2 separate regions of the Oryctolagus cuniculus genome follow, and region 2 is linked to region 1. Evidence: chromatin contacts called from public Hi-C data. All regions are on one chromosome and are shown on one strand. The core of a region is the stretch at or near the end of the contact, and the rest is flanking DNA. Distances in the headings are between cores, read along the strand shown. Region 1 holds the start of LPAR6 (lysophosphatidic acid receptor 6). Region 2 has its middle 39 kb from the start of RCBTB2.

What was found. Hi-C and Micro-C count contacts between places; a contact is called where the count stands out from the background.
Region 2: a contact with region 1 is called in a Hi-C map of skin fibroblasts, with 2.6 times the contacts expected there. The contact joins the enhancer-like site here to the promoter of LPAR6 in region 1. A contact is called at or near these places in 3 of 6 Hi-C or Micro-C datasets (embryonic fibroblasts, skin fibroblasts and an unstated tissue).

Annotation. Positions count from the first base shown.
Region 1 is chr9:67,425,278-67,430,417 of mOryCun1.1, reverse strand. LPAR6 (lysophosphatidic acid receptor 6) reads left to right here and starts at 2,718. Exons shown (of 1, transcript XM_008273801.4): 1 at 2,718-5,140. The coding sequence starts at 4,853. The region is part of intron 17 of RB1 (RB transcriptional corepressor 1); the gene reads right to left.
Region 2 is chr9:67,570,980-67,576,119 of mOryCun1.1, reverse strand. No RefSeq gene overlaps it. Among named protein-coding and RNA genes, the nearest start is that of RCBTB2, 39 kb to the right of the region's middle. Within about 2 kb of position 2,344, at least 4 of the 8 cell types and tissues checked have an H3K27ac peak or open chromatin away from gene starts, as enhancers often do.

The sequences.
Region 1 (5,140 bases), core at 1,469-3,968:
ATTTTAAATGTTTAATTATATCAGTTTTAATAGTATATTCATATATAATTTGTTTTAAAATTTTAAAAAAGATTTATTTATTGGAAAGGTACATCAACAGAGCGAGAGGGAGAGGGAGAGGGAGAGACAGAGATCATTCATTCCCAGGTTTACTCCTCAAATGCTGCTATAGTTAGGGCTGGGCCAGGCAGAAGCCACCAGTGTCGGAATCCTCCATGGGAGGGTATCAGAGACCCACGTATCTAAGTTGTCTTCCACTGCCTTACTAGGCACATTACCAGGAATGCTGGATCAGAAGCAGAGCAGCAAGGATTTGAACTGGCACTCTGGTATAGGATGCCAGCATCTCAAGGGGCAGTTTAACCTACTGTTTTACAGACTCTGCTTTAAATTCTTCTAAGAGGCAAGAAGAGAATAAGAGAATAAACAACTAGTTAATTCATTCATATGTCCCAGGAGACATATGGAAGAGGGTAGGCCTACATATAGGGAGATTAGATAAGACATTATAACAACTCCATAGATAAGAGTGACTGGGTTTATCCAGAAATGTGGCAGTGAGAATGAAAATGGGGCAAGACAAGAAATATTACTATCAAGTCAGAAGTAAACACTATTAAAAACAGAGGAGAAAGAAATAATTGGTATTCAATAAAGGTTTACTTATTCAACACACATTAGCTAGTATGAGCTGGATTTGAATTGGGCTTGAGTAAGTCAGGTTCTCCCTACCTCTTCAAAGTCAGTTACAGCAGAATTCAGTTAAAAACCCAGAAGTTATCCAAATCCTTAATTTCTGATCTTTAACAAAATATTCTCTCTCAAATTGAAAAAAAAAATATTTACACATGGCCGGTACCGCGTGGCACTGGCACCCAGGGTTCTAGTCCTGGTCGGGGCGCCAGATTCTGTTCTGGTCACTCCTCTTCCTGTCGAGCTCTCTGCTGTGGCCCAGGAGTGCAGTGGAGGACGGCCCATGTCCTTGGGCCCTGCACCCCATGGAAGACCAGGAGAAGCACCTGGCTCCTGGCTTTGGATCAGCCTGGTGCACCGGCCGCAGTGCACCAGCTGCAGCAGCCATTGAGGGGTGAACCAACAGTAAAGGAAGACCTTTCTCTCTGTCTCTCTCTCTCTCACTGTCCACTCTGCCTGTCAAAAAAACAAAAACAAACAAACAAAAAAAAAACACAAAAAAAACCAAAAACCAAAAAACAAAAAACATTTACACAAGTAAGTGATTTATACCATTACTATACTGATAAGAAAAACCTGGCTTCTTGGTGTAATTAAATTCTGAAAAGTGATGATCTGCATAGTGAGATTCAATATATTCCATATCAGTTGTACTTGTGTACAATTGCAACAGGTCTAAATAAAATCTGTCTTCATCACTTTAACTTCTGTCTGGCTTGGGTTTTCTTATTTTACTATTCCCCCCCCCCAAAAAAAATCCATAAAGAAACAGTTCCCAGATGTAACACACCAAAGTGTACAAATCTCCCATTAAATAAGAGTTGGACTCTATCAAAGAAGCACCTATTAAATATAATTAATTCCTTGGATTCATTCAATTCCCTTTGAAAGTATTCTACATTTTAAAAATCCTAACCTAAGAATTTTTCAAGGTAGCTAATTTCACTTTCCTTAGAAGTCAAATAAAATATGAAAAATCCAGCATTCAATTATCTTCTTCCTGCTGAATCAGACAGCTCCTCTGCTACTGTCCTTCCTCAGCAGAAAGAAGTTTCAATGAAATTCAAGTTCACTGATCTGGTTCACTCATCAGCAAACGTGTCTACCACGGGTCAAGACCCGTGGTAAGAATTAGAAATACTGGATAGGACCAATTTTTATTTGCAGCTTGAGTTTTTATATGAAGTTGCATTATTGTGGACTTGGCTGTCTTGTGATGAATTTTTTCCATATGTATTCCGTGCCATACTATTGTTAAAATGAACTGTTGCTGTTGTGAGATGGATTTTAACTGACCTATTAAGGGTTTCTTTCGAATGGCACTACTTTAGGGACATTCTAGTATTTGCTTCTATTGTTTGGGCCTTGTGGATAATGTACAGATTTAAAAACAAATCTTGTTGCTGATTTGTCCATTTCTTTCCCTGCACTTTGTTACATCTGGGATACAGTCTAACTCATCTGATTTAATACGCATTTAAAAAAATGCCATAACTATTAAAACACCTTGTTTACAGACAGATGAAATAAATTTATTCCAACCAAAAAAAAAAAAAAAAAAAGATTGCTCTCTCTCTCGGTCTCTCTCTCTCTGTAGTTCTGCCTTTCAAATAGATAAATAAATCTTAAAAAAAAAAAGGATTAGAAATACAAACATATATTCATATACTGATAACAATGAAAAGCTTAATTCAAAAAACAGTAATCTATCTGTCCATTTTTAAGCATCAATAACCCAAACATGAAAAGACTACAAATGAACAATTTAAGTGAACAAGGCAAGTGAATAATAGCAACATGTGGAAAAATATTCTAGTATAGAATTAATATATTTTAATTCTTTGAGAAAGTGCCATTCACAAAATGAAAGTAAAAGTAGAGAAGGTCAGGGAATGTATTTCACTATTTAAAGGTGACTAAAGAAGTAACTATAAATTTGAAAGTGTATTACTAAGATTTTATGTTTTTCTAAAATAACTGTTAACAGAAATTTTTTCTCCAATGAGAGTATAAGCTTCTTTTTTTCATTACTACCCAGTTTCTACCAGTTTTCTAATATGAACACATATATAGCTTTTTTTATCCTAAACATGATACAAAGAAATTTTGCCCTTCAAAATCTTAAGTTTATTGGTTATTAGCAATACTCCTATTTTTGTGTATCATTTCATTAGATGAATTTCCTAATCAAAACAATAAAAACAGATGTAATTTTCCAATAACAAGTTACTGAGCATGAAAGATTAAGTCCAATACATAAAAGATTTTTTAAAAGGTGTAAAATGATAATTCCTTAATTGATACTCCAAAAGGAAGAGTTTCAGTTCAAACTGATCCAAATACAAACATAGAAACAATAAAACACAACTATGTCTAGCCCCTCCTTGAAAATGGTAGCTTAAAATAAGAAAGACTTGTATCCCAGAGGCTGTATTATCTTCAGGCTTTGAGGAAATAACATTCAAATTCAACTACTCTCATGCTACACATGCTTTTTTGATTGGAAGGTTTTAAAAATATTAAATATTTATTTAAATACAAATAGGAAAATCATTCATAGCAATTTTTAAATAAAGACAAACTGAAATATATTCCAAAATATAATGTCATATTAAAGGAATTAAGGGAAGAGCTAGAGAGAATGAAAACAAAATTATGAACCTAAAATTTAGTCAAGTAGTAGAACTTTTATTCTCCAAAATTTATTTCAGTCAATTAGGGTGGGGAGGGGGTTTCTTTAAAAAGATACAACTTAAATTCATGGGTACCATAACATTAATACCACACCAAAGATACACATTTTAAAAATTATTCTTTGGTTAAAGGAATGCTTTAAAAATCAAAATGGCCCTAAAATATTTATTCTATTTCAAAGGAAAGAGCATCATTAGAAAATAAAAAACTAAACACATCCAGGATTAGACCTATTCACAAGCTTACCAATTAAATCAAATTAAATCTTGAGGGATGATTACGAAAAACAGAAGCCAAGAGTGGTAGAACTTATCACTGGTCTCTCAGTCAAATCCTTTTTATACATAAAGGTTAAAGATCTCCCTTTCACAGTCAAAATTAAACAGTTCTTTAAAATGCTGTATTAAGATACCCCTAACAATTTCAATTTATAAACACATATGCATATACATTTTATTTTTTTAAAGAAAGTCATATCCCAAATGCAAAACAGAAAACAATCAAGTAAGAAACAAGCTCAATGCTGATTTGTTTTCTCTCAGTTATTACTGCCAAACCAAAACAAAAAACCCAAAGAGGCTGCCAGTACCCCAGAAGGCATTTCCGCATCAAAAGAGTTAATGGGCAGCTAAAGAGCCAGTGACCATTTGCACGCCTGCTAGGTATATTCACAGCAGCCACATTATCAGATTAAAGGAACTGCAAACAAACTGGGCTGAAACCTTTCTTTGTCCAAACCCAGCCTCTTCTTCCTGTGATGTCACATTACAAACCTAGCAAGCCTTTCTTTTTCACTTCAGAGAAAGCCCATCTCACAATACAGCTGGCAACTGTGGAAAACGCTTCGATTCAGCAAGAGCTAACATGCTTAGGAATTTCTTTGGGAACTTTTAAAAGACTTTTCTGCTTACCGCCATCTGGGATTCACTGCAGGACTACCAAAAAGGAAAACTTCATGTAAAAGAAGCAAGAAGTAAAAGAGGACAAACTGGGAATGTTTAAGTCTCTGAAACTCTGCACTGGAAAGCAAAGCAAGATTGAGAACTTAAGCTTAAACATCCCAGAACATAAAGTAACTTTAATTTCGGAATATTCACCTTGACAACTTTACAAGAAATACAACTTTACAAGGCAAATGGTTGTTTTCCTGTCTGGGAAGGCAGCTTTTCCTTAAATTTATATTCCATGGATTGGCTTCATTGATTGCATGTTTTAAAAGCTGCTCGTCACTTAACTAGACCGTGGGTTCATGGATTTTTCTGGAGACTAGAAAATGAGAATTTTTTCTTGTTGAAGAACCGAATGGAAACCTTATAGCAACAAATTTCATGTTTCATTTGGAGATTTCAGAGAAAACGGAAATATTTCTAAAACCACGCCTGGATCCAAATAATTTGCAAATAAATTGAAGGTTGTAGTGGTCACAATCTGAATACCAAAGAAGACTTCGGACAAAAGGACTTCTATGCTGTCTACCGGCCGAGCCTTTATAATGGTAAGCGCTAACAGCTCCCACTGCTCCTATGATGACTCCTTTAAGTACACTTTGTATGGGTGCATGTTCAGCATGGTGTTTGTGCTTGGGTTAATATCCAATTGTGTTGCCATATACATTTTCATCTGCACCCTCAAAGTGCGAAATGAAACTACAACGTACATGATTAACTTGGCAATGTCAGACTTGCTGTTCGTTTTTACTTTACCCTTCAGGATTTTTTACTTTGCAACACGGAATTGGCCATTTGGAGATTTA
Region 2 (5,140 bases), core at 1,095-3,594, 150 kb before region 1:
ATCGGCGCAGCTCTGGACGTTGCAGCTATCTGGGAGTGAACCAGTGGATAAAAGACCTCTCGCTCGCTCTCTCTCTCTCTCTCTCTCTCTGCCTTTCAAATAAATCTTTGGGAAAAAAAAAGCTATTTGTAGGGACAGGTATTGTGGGGCAGCAGGCTAAGCTGCTGCTTGAGACTCCAGCATCGCATTTCAGAGTGTCCATTGAAATCCCGGCTGCTCCGCTTCCAATCCAGCTTCCTTTGAATGCTCCTGGGAAGGCAGAGGATGATGACTCTAAGGGCTTGGGCTCAACCAAGCATGAGGGAGATCCCAGATGGAGTTCTTGACTCATAGCTTCAACCTGTCCCTGCCTGGGCTGCTGTGGGCATTTGGGGAGTGCACCAGCAGATAGAAAATCTCTGTCTCTCTGTCTCTCTCACTGTCACTTTGCCTTTCAAACAAAAGTCAATAAATCTTTTAAAACATTTCATTCCCTTGTGAAGGAATAAAAGCAAGCTGCCTTTAGAGTGTCCAGTGGAAACTCAGGGGGCAGGCATCTTCATTTCTGGCACTCACACCGCGGTGGCCTTGGGTAAAGGGCTTAATTTCCTCCTTGTTAGATCCCTCGCCTGTAAATTGAAGATGATGAGATTTGCCTACCTTGCTTGAAGAATTAATTAGTGGTTGTGTTGCAGGTGGGGCATGCAGATGAAAGACTGCTCTGTAAGCACCGGGCTTTCCCATCAGGCCAAGGCTCATCACCGCCATCGTTATCTGTGTCCTAGAGATAAAGGCGATGGGTTTCCACACAAGGCTCCCAGAGCCTTGACCTTGCTAGCCTCTGCAACCTTCCCCTTTCTCCGTGATCTTGTAAAGGACTAACCCACTTTCCCTTTCTTTGAGACCTCGCTGTCGGGAACTGGCAGCTGCCCACAATTTCTATGTTGTTTTAATCCAACAAATCTTTATTGTCTAGAAACTTTATCTGAAAAATCCTCCACAAAACATGCCTTTCTCTTATTTCCTCATCTTCTTCCTTTTCTCCAATACCTCTGTTACAAAGGGTGTTATTACAGCTTATTAGGAGTTCCCCCAGATGCCCGAACAATGCCCCCTCTCTGCGTTCTTCCCGATTTGCAAGCTGCACATTCGCATAGCCATCAATAGACGCCTCTTCACCATCAGTGGCTTCCCTGCTAACCCAGCTGCGGGAGGGTCTGCGATGGAGGGGTGAACTAGTCATGCCTTTGGGGGAAGCTGAGAGTTTGTCAACTGCTGACCCAGATGTCGCCCATCCCTTGTCGCTGGAGCAGCTCCCCAGGCCCAGAGTCCCATGTCTCATGCAGCCTAACTTTCCTGTGTTTCGCTCCTGGAAATTGAGTTTGGATCTGGATATTTCTCTCTTTCTACTTTTCTTATAAATTTTTATTTACTTGTTTGCACTTTATTCGAAAGGCAGCAAGACAGAGAGAGAGAAAGAGGGAGAGAGAAAGCGATCTTCTCTCTGTTGGTTCACCTGCAACAGCCAGGCCCGGGTCAGACTGAAGCTATAATCTGGAATTCAATGTGGGTCTCCCATGTGGGTGACAGGGACCCAACAATCTGAGCCCTCACTGCTGCCTCCAGGGTGTGCATTAGCAGGAAGCTGGACTCAGAATCAGAGAGCCTGGACTTGAACCAGAGCACCCCAGCACTGGATGCGGGCACCCCAAGTGACATCTTAACCACTGTGCCAAACGCCAGCCCCAAGTCTGGACGATCCTACCACACACCAAATCCAGAATATGAAAGAGAATATGAAAGAGAATATGAAAGAGAGGAAGCAGGAGGAAGGGGAAGTTTTCAGAGAAACTTTCAAAGAAATCTAGAACTCTCCAAAACACTGTCTCCTTTTTCCTCCCACTGCTTACTAAACGTGTTATAAAGAGGAGCACAATTTCCTTTCTGCTTAGAACTCTGGACCGCACCCAACACCCTAGGGAACTTGTCGATCTCTGAACACAATAAACGTTCAAATTCCGATTGTGACAACAGGAGTCCTTTCCTGGGGAGATGGACAGGTCTTTGGGTGACATCCTGCTTTAGAAGGTGAGAGCTGGGACCAGAGGTGGTGTGGCTTTTGACTTCACAGGACAGGAGAATGAAATGGTGACTGAGCAAGCTTTTTCCAGTCCCTAGTTTCCTCGGGCCTTGGTTCTGCTGAGATAGCACTAGATGGAATGATTGTTGAAGCCAGTATAAGCCTTCTCACATATGCCTGGTGCAAGTACCTCTCCATTCTGAATTGGCACTGAAACGTGAACACTGGTGAGGGCTAGGAGAGCTCCAATGACTCAGCTACTCCTCCGATTCCAGCCCCAGCTTGTCTTCCAACCATGACAAGTTGCATAAGGGGCCTGAAGTTTTGGTTTTGAGGTTTTGGTGACTCACATGCTGAGCAAGCAATAATGATAATAGCAAACACATTTGCAGCTCTTCCTGCGTGCTAGGCGTCATTCCAGTTCTTTCTGAGCTAAGTCGTTTAATCCTCCAATAACACAAGGAAAGAGTTTTTATGACGCCCTGGACTTTAAAGGTAAGGGAACTGAAGCACGAAGCATTTGAACATCCAAACTCTCCCAGCCGGCCAGGGGCCAAGAGTCAGGATGAACCCAGGTTGTGTATGCTGAGAACCTGAGGCTCTTGGCGAATCTGCTAGTGTCTTTTTCTGTGTTGCTTAGCAATTCTGTGTCATGAAGTCAGTTGCTATTCCTGGACCGGATTTAAGTCGACTATTGTCTCTATAGCTTGGACATTTCACCTCCAGGAAAAACATCCAAATGTGGCCAGTCACAGAGCAGGAAGTGGCATGGAGGCCGGTAGTGTGGCGGCCACCTTGTGACCCTGAGGTGTGGCCAGAAAGGTGAGATGACACTGTGAGACTCAGGGAGGGTGCCAAGGGCACCGGTCCAGGCCCTCCAAAGCTAAGACTTTACACTTTTCATAAAAATTAATACAAAAGGGATCACAGACCTAAATCTAAAGTGAAAAGAAATAAAAAGTGAAGATGATAGTGGAGAAAATTTGGGTAACTTTGAGTTTGGCGTAACTCTTTTTTAAAATTTTTTTAAATTAATTTTTTTTGACAGGCAGAGTGGACAGTGAGAGAGAGAGACAGAGAGAAAGCTCTTCTTTTGCCGTTGGTTCACCCTCCAATGGCCGCCACCGCTGGCGCGCTGTGGCCGGCGCACCGCGCTGATCCGAAGGCAGGGGCCAGGTGCTTCTCCTGGTCTCCCATGGGGTGCAGGGCCCAAGGACTTGGGCCATCCTCCACTGCACTCCCTGGCCACAGCAGAGAGCTGGCCTGGAAAAGGGGCAACCGGGACAGAATCCGGCGCCCCGACCGGACTAGAACCCGGTGTGCCGGCGCTGCTAGGTGGAGGATTAGCCTAGTGAGCACCGGCGCCGGCATAACTTTTAAATATTAAAGACACCCAATTGATAAGCTGAGATTTGCTAAAATTAGAACTTCTATTATGAGAAAGATATCAGTTAGGAGAATGAAAAGACTAGGAACAGATTTGGAGAAAATATTTGCAAAACATGTGACTCATTAAGGACTTGTCTCCAAACTATACAAAGAACTCTTCTTGCAACAGATAAGAGGAGTCGGCATTACAGAACAGCAGGTTAAGCCGCCACGTGCAGTGCTGGCATCCCTTATGGGTGCTGGTTTGTGTCCCAGCTGCTCCATTTCATATCTAGCTCCCTGCTAACGGCTTGGAAAAAGCAGCAGCAGATGGACCAAGTTCTTGGGTCCCTTCCACCCACGTGGGTGACCCAGATGAAGCTCCTGGCTCCGGGCTTCGGCCTGACCCAGTGCTGGTCACTGCAGCCGTCTGGGGACTATACCAATGGATGGAAGATTTCTGTCTCTGTCTCTCCCTTTCTCTGTAACTCTGACTTTCAAATAAACGAATCTTTTTTAAAAATCCAATTTAAAGATAAGCAAAAGAACTGAAGAGACACCTCTCTAAAGAAGACACCTCTACACTGACAAATGAGCAGATGAGAAGGTGCTGCACGTCATCTGTCACCGGGGAAGTGCGTGTTGCAACTCCGAGCTACCGCGGCACACCGATCAGAACGACTAACATCCCAGAAGCCTGCCAGCACCAATGCAGCTGAGCATGCGGAACGGCAGAAGCCCCCACTCAGTGCTGCTGGGAGTGCAATGATGCAGCCCCTGTGCGAGAAACTTGGGAGGCTTCTAAAACTAAACGTACAAGCCAGCAATCATACTGCTAGGTATTTACTCAAAAGCCTTTAACTATGCAAACTCTGCATGTGAATGTTTAAGGCAGCTTTATTTATAATTGTCAAAAACTGGAAGAATCCAAGACATTCTTCCGGAGGTGAAGGGATACGCTGTGAATGAGTTTGGAAGTCAGGGGGACGACGTGCAGGAACTCTGCTGCAGGCCCTCAGAGGCGGTGATCACGACTCGAGTGAGTGAGTCTCTGCCTCCGCATGGGAGACCTGGACGGAGCTCCTGGCTCCTGGCCTTGGCCCTGGGCCAGCCTTGACCATTACAGGCCTTTGAGAGCGAACAAGTGAATGGGAGTGCTCACTCCCTCTCTGCCTCTCAAACACATTCTTTTAAAAAAGAAAAAAAAGGCTTATTAGTTTAAAAAAGGATAAGGACAATAAATATGAATGAACGGATAATAAAGATAGAGAGCAATTCAGGAATCCCCACGTCTGACCCATCACTGGAAGGGAGCAACTTCCACAAGGACACGTCTGGTTCATCCACGTGTCCCAAGAGCCTAGAATTGCTATTGGCATAAAATAGGGCTCCAGAAAACATTTGTTGACTACCATGCATTCCAGAAAGAAACAGCAAAGGATATGGAAAGGGAGAGTTTAAGAAGAAAATCACAGGAGAACGATGTCTGGAGCTGAAGAGCGCGTCTCCAGGATGAAATGGCCCATGGAGTGCCCAGGGGAAATGAAAGGGGAAAGGCTTGCCGTAGTCTGCCCCGCGAGGCTTCAGCACCCCAGCGAGAAGGGTAAGCTTTCTGAGAGATTCAGAAAGAACGGCACTGGGTTTCTCAACAACACTGAAACCTGCAAGACAATGGAGAAATGCTGTCAAGATTCTAAAGGAAAGTATTTACAA